Linked DNA regions of Sus scrofa: region 1 is linked to region 2. A link is a contact called in public HiChIP or PLAC-seq data. All regions are on one chromosome and are shown on one strand. The core of a region is the stretch at or near the end of the contact, and the rest is flanking DNA. Distances in the headings are between cores, read along the strand shown.

What was found. HiChIP or PLAC-seq counts read pairs in DNA pulled down with a chosen protein or histone mark.
Region 1: an H3K27ac HiChIP or PLAC-seq map of skeletal muscle shows a contact between it and region 2, with 3 times the contacts expected there. The contact joins two enhancer-like sites. A contact is called at or near these places in 5 of 47 Hi-C or Micro-C datasets (embryonic fibroblasts, fetal skeletal muscle, fibroblasts and 1 more) and 1 of 2 datasets of contacts at active chromatin or transcription factors (skeletal muscle).

The regions. Positions count from the first base shown.
Region 1 is chr13:200,340,417-200,343,936 of Sscrofa11.1, forward strand. No RefSeq gene overlaps it. Among named protein-coding and RNA genes, the nearest start is that of SIM2, 13 kb to the right of the region's middle. Within about 2 kb of position 1,580, at least 4 of the 83 cell types and tissues checked have an H3K27ac peak or open chromatin away from gene starts, as enhancers often do. A contact at or near this core is called in skeletal muscle, where this site is marked.
Region 2 is chr13:200,167,306-200,171,263 of Sscrofa11.1, forward strand. It overlaps a transcript of CLDN14 not described here. Among named protein-coding and RNA genes, the nearest start is that of CLDN14, 40 kb to the left of the region's middle. Within about 2 kb of position 2,061, at least 8 of the 83 cell types and tissues checked have an H3K27ac peak or open chromatin away from gene starts, as enhancers often do. A contact at or near this core is called in skeletal muscle, where this site is marked.

The DNA.
Region 1 (3,520 bases), core at 330-2,829, 170 kb after region 2:
ATGTATCTTAATTCTTGCCTGCTGTCTTTTTTACCCGGGAGAATCAGAATACTCGTGGAGAGAGAAATTTCCCCTTGTTACCTATTTGTTTATTCCACACGTAATGCTACTGTTGTGGCATCTCAGGCTTGTTCTTTTCTGCTGTTCTTTTCCTTCACAACTGACTCTACAGTTGGGGAGTGTAATTTCCTGGGGTGTGTGCTTGAGTCTAAAGACCCATACTTTCACAATATCTAAGATTCCTTTCTAATGCTGTTGCATTGCATTTCTGAGGTTTCTGCTTTCCTTTCTCCATTCTCCACTAACTCTCCTAAATTGTTTAAGAAAGGATGCAATAAAATATTCAAAGAGCCCGTTGTGGCTCAGCTGTTAGCGAACTCCACTAGCATCCATGAGGACGAAGGTTCCATCCCTGGCCTCGCTCAGTGGGTTAAGGATCTGGCGTTACCGTGAGCTGTGGTGTAGGTCGCAAATGCAGCTTGGATCCCGCATGGCTGTGGCTGTGGCTGTGGCTGTGGTGTAGGCCGGCGGCTACAGCTCCAATTGGACCCCTAGCCTGGGAACCTCCATATGCAGTGTGCGCGGCCTTAAAAAGACAAAAAAAAAAAAAAAATCAAAGGATTACACAAACCTGACTGAAAGCAAAGACCACAACGTGCTGAAGTTTACGGGCTTCACAGGGACGACTGCCGGACAACAGTTCAGAAAGGTCCTTCACCAGCTGATGCGCCTGAGGCCGGCTGTGATGGGGTGTGTACAGCAAGTGGGCAGACAATGCATAAAGTCTATGCATGAGAGTCGGGCATCTTATATATCCCAGGACTGCGCTCAGCTAGAGTCCTTCTGTCCGCAGCGGCCTCAAGGCAGCCAAGATCTTACTCCTCTGGAAGCACAGGCATCTCCCCTCAGCATGGAAAGTCCTCATTTCCAGGACTAAGGAAGAAATCTGGGTAGACGTGGAAACCTCCTGTGGATACTCACTCCCTTATTCCAAGCAATTGACATTCAACCCGTGTGTCTTTCAACTCACAATATCGAGGGACATCCAAGTATTTTGTTTATTTTACGGTTATTGCTGTAGCCTTTTAGCATTTGACATTGGGAGTCGAACTCATGTTTAATGCATGAACCGGGGGAAATTTTGATTGATAGGCCAGATGGCTAATTGGTTAAGAAATCACTTACAATGATCAGGCTAGACTTAAAACAGCGGAAACCCTCTAGTGTGTAAGTAGCAGGTCTTCTGCAGAATGAATATCTCACCAAGTACTTTGCAGGAAAGGAAGCCTCTCCGAGTGAGTAATCTTGGCTTTGACTCATGCTCCTCCTGACCCATTAAATTATACAAGGGCATCAGTCATTGAAAGCTAAAATTAACACTTGTGGGTCTCGCCAGAGAGTTCTGATACGTCCAGTGGGAACTTTCCATGCGCTTGTGACAGACTAGCATCCACTGCTGTTGCCATGGGGAAAAAAATAAGAATTGAGTTTCCTGCCTCGGTGTTTCCAGCAGTTGCCAAAGTGGGCAGCCTGCTTGGCCTTTGGTGACAACTCCGCTCTGGTAACACTGACTCAACAACTATTTATTGGCCATCCACTGCACACCCGGTGCGATCCTGGGTGCTGGCAGTAAAAAGGGACATGGGACAGACAGGAGGTTGGGGCCCCCAGACCAGCCCCAGCACTCCTTTGCCACAGGGTTCAGGGCCACGTCTCCAAAACCAAGTCAATTCTAGGCACAGGAAGAGTTCCCAGTGAAAGCAACACTCCACACCAAGCAAGTAAGAGCTGGATTAAATCCCTGCTCTGTCCCTTACCAGCTGTGTGGCATGAACCTTTGGTCATTTAGAAATGGCCAGAATGGAAGAGGCAGCAGTCAGGACGGCTGAGTGAAAGGGAGAGCTGAGGGTGACCGCATGGTTGTAATTTCTTTTCTTTCATCAGAGTGTAACTTTCATATAGTTAAATAGCATAACATACCCAAGTCTTAAGGATGCAGCTTGATGAAGTTTTCACTTGAATCCCATGTAACCACCACCCAGACTGAGGCGTAAAACATGTCCATCACCCAGGAGGTGTAATTTTTAAAGTGAAAATTCCCAAAGTCAAACCTCAGGACCCTGATTAGGTCACCACAAGCCGTGCTGCCAGCTGCAGAGTTGCTTCCTGACGAATGGAGATCAGCTTATAGTTTCATCCTTCTGGTGACCTAGAGCAATATTTGTAAATCGGTCAGCTGGAGGGAGTTCCCATTGTGGCTCAGCTGGTTAAGAACCCAACTAGTATCCATGAGGATGGGAGTTTGATCTCTGGCCTCTCTCAGTGGGTTAAGGATCCGGCTTTGCCATAAGCTGGGGTGTAAGTTGTAGTCGTGGCTTGGATCTGGCGTGGCTACAGCCATGAAGTAGGCTGGCAGCTGCTGCTCAGATTTAACTCCTAGCCTGGGAACTTCCATATGTTATGGGTGCGGCCCTACAAAGACAAAATAAAATAGAATAATCTGCTGGACGTGGGGGTACAGATGAAGTCTGTAAATCTGGCTTGGAACAGAGTTTAATGTGTACCAAGCTAACTGGCCAAGCTGATAAAAAAGCTACGATCTTACCCTCTCCTAACACCAAACTTAAACGTACAAGTTCCTCCCGCCAGATTTTTCTTGTTATAAAATTTACTAAGTATCATAAAATTACTATGCAGCCAACTGTAAAAGTTAGAGGGATATTATTCATTGTAGCCCCAAAGTGAAAACAACACAAAGGACCGTCAATGAGAGAATGGATAAACACAGTGTGGTCTCTCCATACAATGGAGTATTACTCAGCCATGAAAAGGAATCAAGTCCTGATACATGCTTGTGAATGAGCTGTGAAAACAGTATGCTGTGAAAGAAGCCAGACACAGAAGGCCACATACTATAGGATTCTATTCATAGGAAAGTCCAGGATAGGGAAATCCAGAGACAGAAGGTAGATCAGTAGCTGCTTAGGGCCAGTGGGTGGGGAGCAGTATAGGAAATTGGTAGATAAGGAGGTTTCTTTTTGAAGTGATAAAAATGTTCTAAAAGGGACTGTGAGGATGACTACACACATCTGTGGCTGTACCCTTCCATGGTTGAACTGCATGGTATGAAGTTTTAGTTAAAATTCACAACCTTCTTGGAGTTCCCGTTGTAGCGCAGTGGTTAACGAATCCGACTAGGAACCATGAGGTTGCGGGTTCGGTCCCTGCCCTTGCTCAGTGGGTTGACGATCCAGCTTTGCCGTGAGCTGTGGTGTAGGTTGCAGACGCGGCTCGGATCCCGCGTTGCTGTGGCTCTGGCGTAGGCCGGTGGCTACAGCTCCGATTCGACCCCTAGCCTGGGAACCTCCATATGCCGCGGGAGCGGCCCAAGAAATAGCAAAAAAAAAAAAAAAAAAAGACAACAACAAAATAATAATAAAAAATAAATAAATAAAAAATTAAAAAAAAAATTCACAACCTTCTTATGAGGCAGCTATTATCCCCATTGTACAGATCACAA
Region 2 (3,958 bases), core at 811-3,310:
AATTATCAAGATGTAAATTGTGACTACCCTTTAGCCCCACTGTAGAAATTCAGCCTAGAGTTATACTTTTAAAGCAAGCAAAGGCACACAATCCATTGTCCAATACTCATGGACTCTGTGGGAGGAAAAAAAAACCCAACAAACCCACTAAATAAAAGCTAAATGTCCTCAACGAGTGTCTAGCTAACTGATGACATCCATAAACTAGAACAGTACACCCCTTTGAAAGATTACATGCTTCTCAAGGGTCTCACGTGGAAAGAATTCCATGACACCATTTTAAGTAAAGGAAGCAAGGTGAAGCTCAGTGGCTGAGTCTGGTCCTATTTGCGTAAAAAAAGCAGCACATATACTTTGATCATGCAGAGAACCCTCCCAAGGCTCTGTCTGTTCACAGGGGTCGTCTCTGGGAAGTGGAGCTAAGGCTCAAGACTGGGGGGAAGCAGTTTCACTTCTAACACCACACCCTTCCATGTGCTTTGGACTTAAGTAAAAATAAGTACTAATTTCTGGACCAAAAATTAATATTTTATTCCAGAAATTAATATGGAACAAAGTACCTACCACAGAACAAAAAGAGCTACAAGAAATAGCAACAAACATCAGTCTGCCAAAGACAGGTCCTGAAGCAAGGGGCTGCATAAAGCAGTCATGTTCTAAATAAAGCTCGAGAGACTCTGGTCCATATTAACAAAGAAAAAACCTACAACTCCTATATTGCTCTCTTCCATGGCTGGTGAATATTTTTAGTGACAGGCAATACCAGTTGTGGGGGGGGTGGGTGGAGGGGGAGCATGCAACCCGGTGGACCATGTGGCAGGGAACCCAAAGCTCCCAGGCATCATGGCCACCACCACCAGGTGACAAAACCCAGAGACAACTTGCTTGAGTATTTAATTACTATGTGGAAATGGAAAGGGATTGGGGTTGGTTAACTAAACAAAAAGCCTGGCCCCGCTTCACAAATAGAGGGAGTGCCTTGGCTACTAGCAGTGCTGTTACTTTTTGCAAATACACACACACATTTGTTGTTTAATTTTTTTAAAGCTTTTTAGGGCTGCACTTGCGGCATATGGAGGTTCCCAGGTTAGGGGTCCAGTTGGAGCTACAGAAGCTGGCCTACACCACAACCACAGCAACGCAGGATCCGAGCTTCATCTGGGACCTGCATCACAGCTCACGGCAATGCCAGATCTTTAACCCACTGAGCAAGGCCAGGGATCAAACCCTCAATCTTGTGGCTCCTCATTGGATTCATTTCTGCTGTGCTGCGACAGGAACTCCTGTTGTTTAACTCTACCCTGCACGGTGCCAATTCATTCTGATACCATTAGCCTCAGAAATACTTTCCCTAAAAATTATATGTAATTAAACACACACACACACACACACACACACACACACTTTACTCTCAGGATGAGCGCTAGGGAGGGAGGCCTGTCCCCTTTGGGACCTTCAGCTCAGCACCCTGCACTAGACAGTATTTTCAGTGCTCTCCTCAGTTGAGTGTGTTCTGCAAATCACACCACTTACTCTGCTTTGGTCTTTCTCTCTGCCAGCTGTGGGTGGGTGGGTGGGTGGAGGGGGAGCATGCAACCCGGTGTTTCATGATCTAGGTAACAGTTTTGACCCCTTGTTTTGGGTAAATGGTGTTTGGGTGGTTACTCTGGACTTGCCTCAAAGGACAAAGGAAGGGTATTATGTTGGATGTCAGAGAGCCAGTTTCCAGGCAGCTCAAGTTACCTTCATGGAAATGGAGAAGCAGAGGGTGAAGTTCTGCCAGCCACTGGGGAGAGATGGCAACTAGCCCTGTAAGCAAGCAGTACTGAGGCCTGGGCATACAAAGAGGGCATCAAGGCAGAAGGCAGAATTACCCTTCTAAAGACCCAAAGGGCAATCCTGTCTAACCTCTGTGCACCTTCTGTGTCATGGCCTATCTGACACATGCTGGGGTGCCCCGGTTGCCAGGAGTGGTGGGCAAGGGGCAGGCAGGCTCAGAGCCACCCCCTCCAGGAACAGGGAGCACTCAGGCTTCCCAGTACCGTTGGAAAGAAACCACATTTCCTTTTAGCCAGGGTGGGCCAGCTGAACAGCTGCAGCATCACTGAAAACAGTAGCAAGACAGAGAGAGAGTCTTTTCTAGATCCGCCTTCAGGGGAAACAGCGGGGGAGAGGGGACGAGTACTTAAATAGGGCCTGGAATGCGGGGTTCTCAAGGGCCTGTGTAGGACAGTGTCTTCCGAGACAGGCGGGTGCCATTCACTGTGGGGCTTTTGTTTGCTGGGGGGGAGTAGAGGGAGGGATGGGCTGCCAATTTGGGGCCAGAAATGAATTCTCTGCAGGTGGGGGACAGGGTGAGGCTACCTCCTGGGGCTATTTTCTCCCACTGGGCCCTTCCTTTATTTATTTAGAGAACTCAGCCTTTCCTCTAAGTAAATACCAAAGAGACATTTTAAAACCACCCCTTTAAGACAGCAGCATATTGTCATCCGGGTCTCCACCTGGCAGAGGGCATGGCTGCCGTGCTCCCAGCCTTACGTCCTGACTTCCGGCGGAGCAGGAGGAGCCCCGCCCGCGGAGGACGGCACTTCCGGTGTCGGCCATCTTGGGAGGAAGCCCCGCTCGGACCGGAAGTGCACGGGGAGCGCGGCCTGAGGCCTCACCTGGGGCTGCACTAGGGGAAGGGGAGTGGGTGTGGGGTTTACCAGTTGGAAGCAGGAATTGGCATGGGGTGAAATTATGCAGACCCAGAGAAAGGGAGCTGTGCCGAGACAGCTGAGGTCCATGGAGGGTGATAGATCTGGTGGGGGCAGAGTCACTGTGGTGGGCAGGGCTGTCCAGGCACGAATTTTCTCCATGTAACCACCTCAGAGGCCTGGAGATCTTCTCATGAGGAAAGCAGGAGTCACCCCCTTAGAGGCACTGGTTTTAGATCAACATCTTAGAAACAAGAAGTCGGTTTCCTCATCACCTCCGCAACCTGTTAGTCCTCGAAAGACCATAAAGGCTCAGGGCCCTGCTGTAGACATCCTGCACCTGGTCTCGTGGGAGAGGTCCAGCCTTTGCTAGAGTGAACGGCATGAACAATCAAAGCCCGTTGCATCCAGGGCTCAACTGGAGTCTTGGCCTCCTCCTCATCCTCAAACCTGGAGAATACAACTCCCGGCTCAAGCCCAGCAAGTAGTGAGCTTCCCAGGACATTCTCCCACCAGCCAGACTGGAAATACTGGAAAAGCCAAGGTAGCTGCCCTCAGAGGCAGGGCTGGTATTTTCTTTTCTTTGGGCCAGTTTGGTTTTAACTAGAAACTGGAATAATAATTATAATGATACATGTTTACAGATCTTAACTAATTAATCCCTCAGAGTCCACTTTTGGGGGGGGAAAGCATTCGACCCACCTCATACATCAGGAAAACAGGGCCATGTGGTTTGGCTGGGCTGGGTGGTCGCTGGTGTCAGTACAAGAGCGGAGGCCTGGACTTCAGCAGTTCTTGACTTCTTGGCCTGTGTCCAGATTGCTGGGCCTCGCAACCCCTAGAAAGGTAACACATGAGAAATTGAAGTGGGCCAGACCATAAACCATCAGGAGCAGTTGGCTCTAGTTAGGAGGGCGGGCTCCACGGCCCTGCCTGTGCCTGTTTCTTTTGGAGAGACAGGCTTGGAGAGGAGGAAAAACCTATTTCTCCAGGGCTGTTTTGCCCACCTCTAATTACCAGTTAAAACAAAACATTCTATAGAGAAAACGGCCCTTGAAAGAAAACCCAAGTTGCTGGGAAGGTTTCATCTTTCCCTTTCAAATCCCAAGGTCCACAGCCATGTAATTCAGTGTTGGCCTGAAAAAATATTTGACTACAGAAACACCCACCTGGGGTTTTGGGGACACCCGTGCCCAGGCTGGGGGTGGAGGAGCCTGCATGGTAACCCTCAGCCAAATCCCTCCAGTTGGGTTCTGACCTAC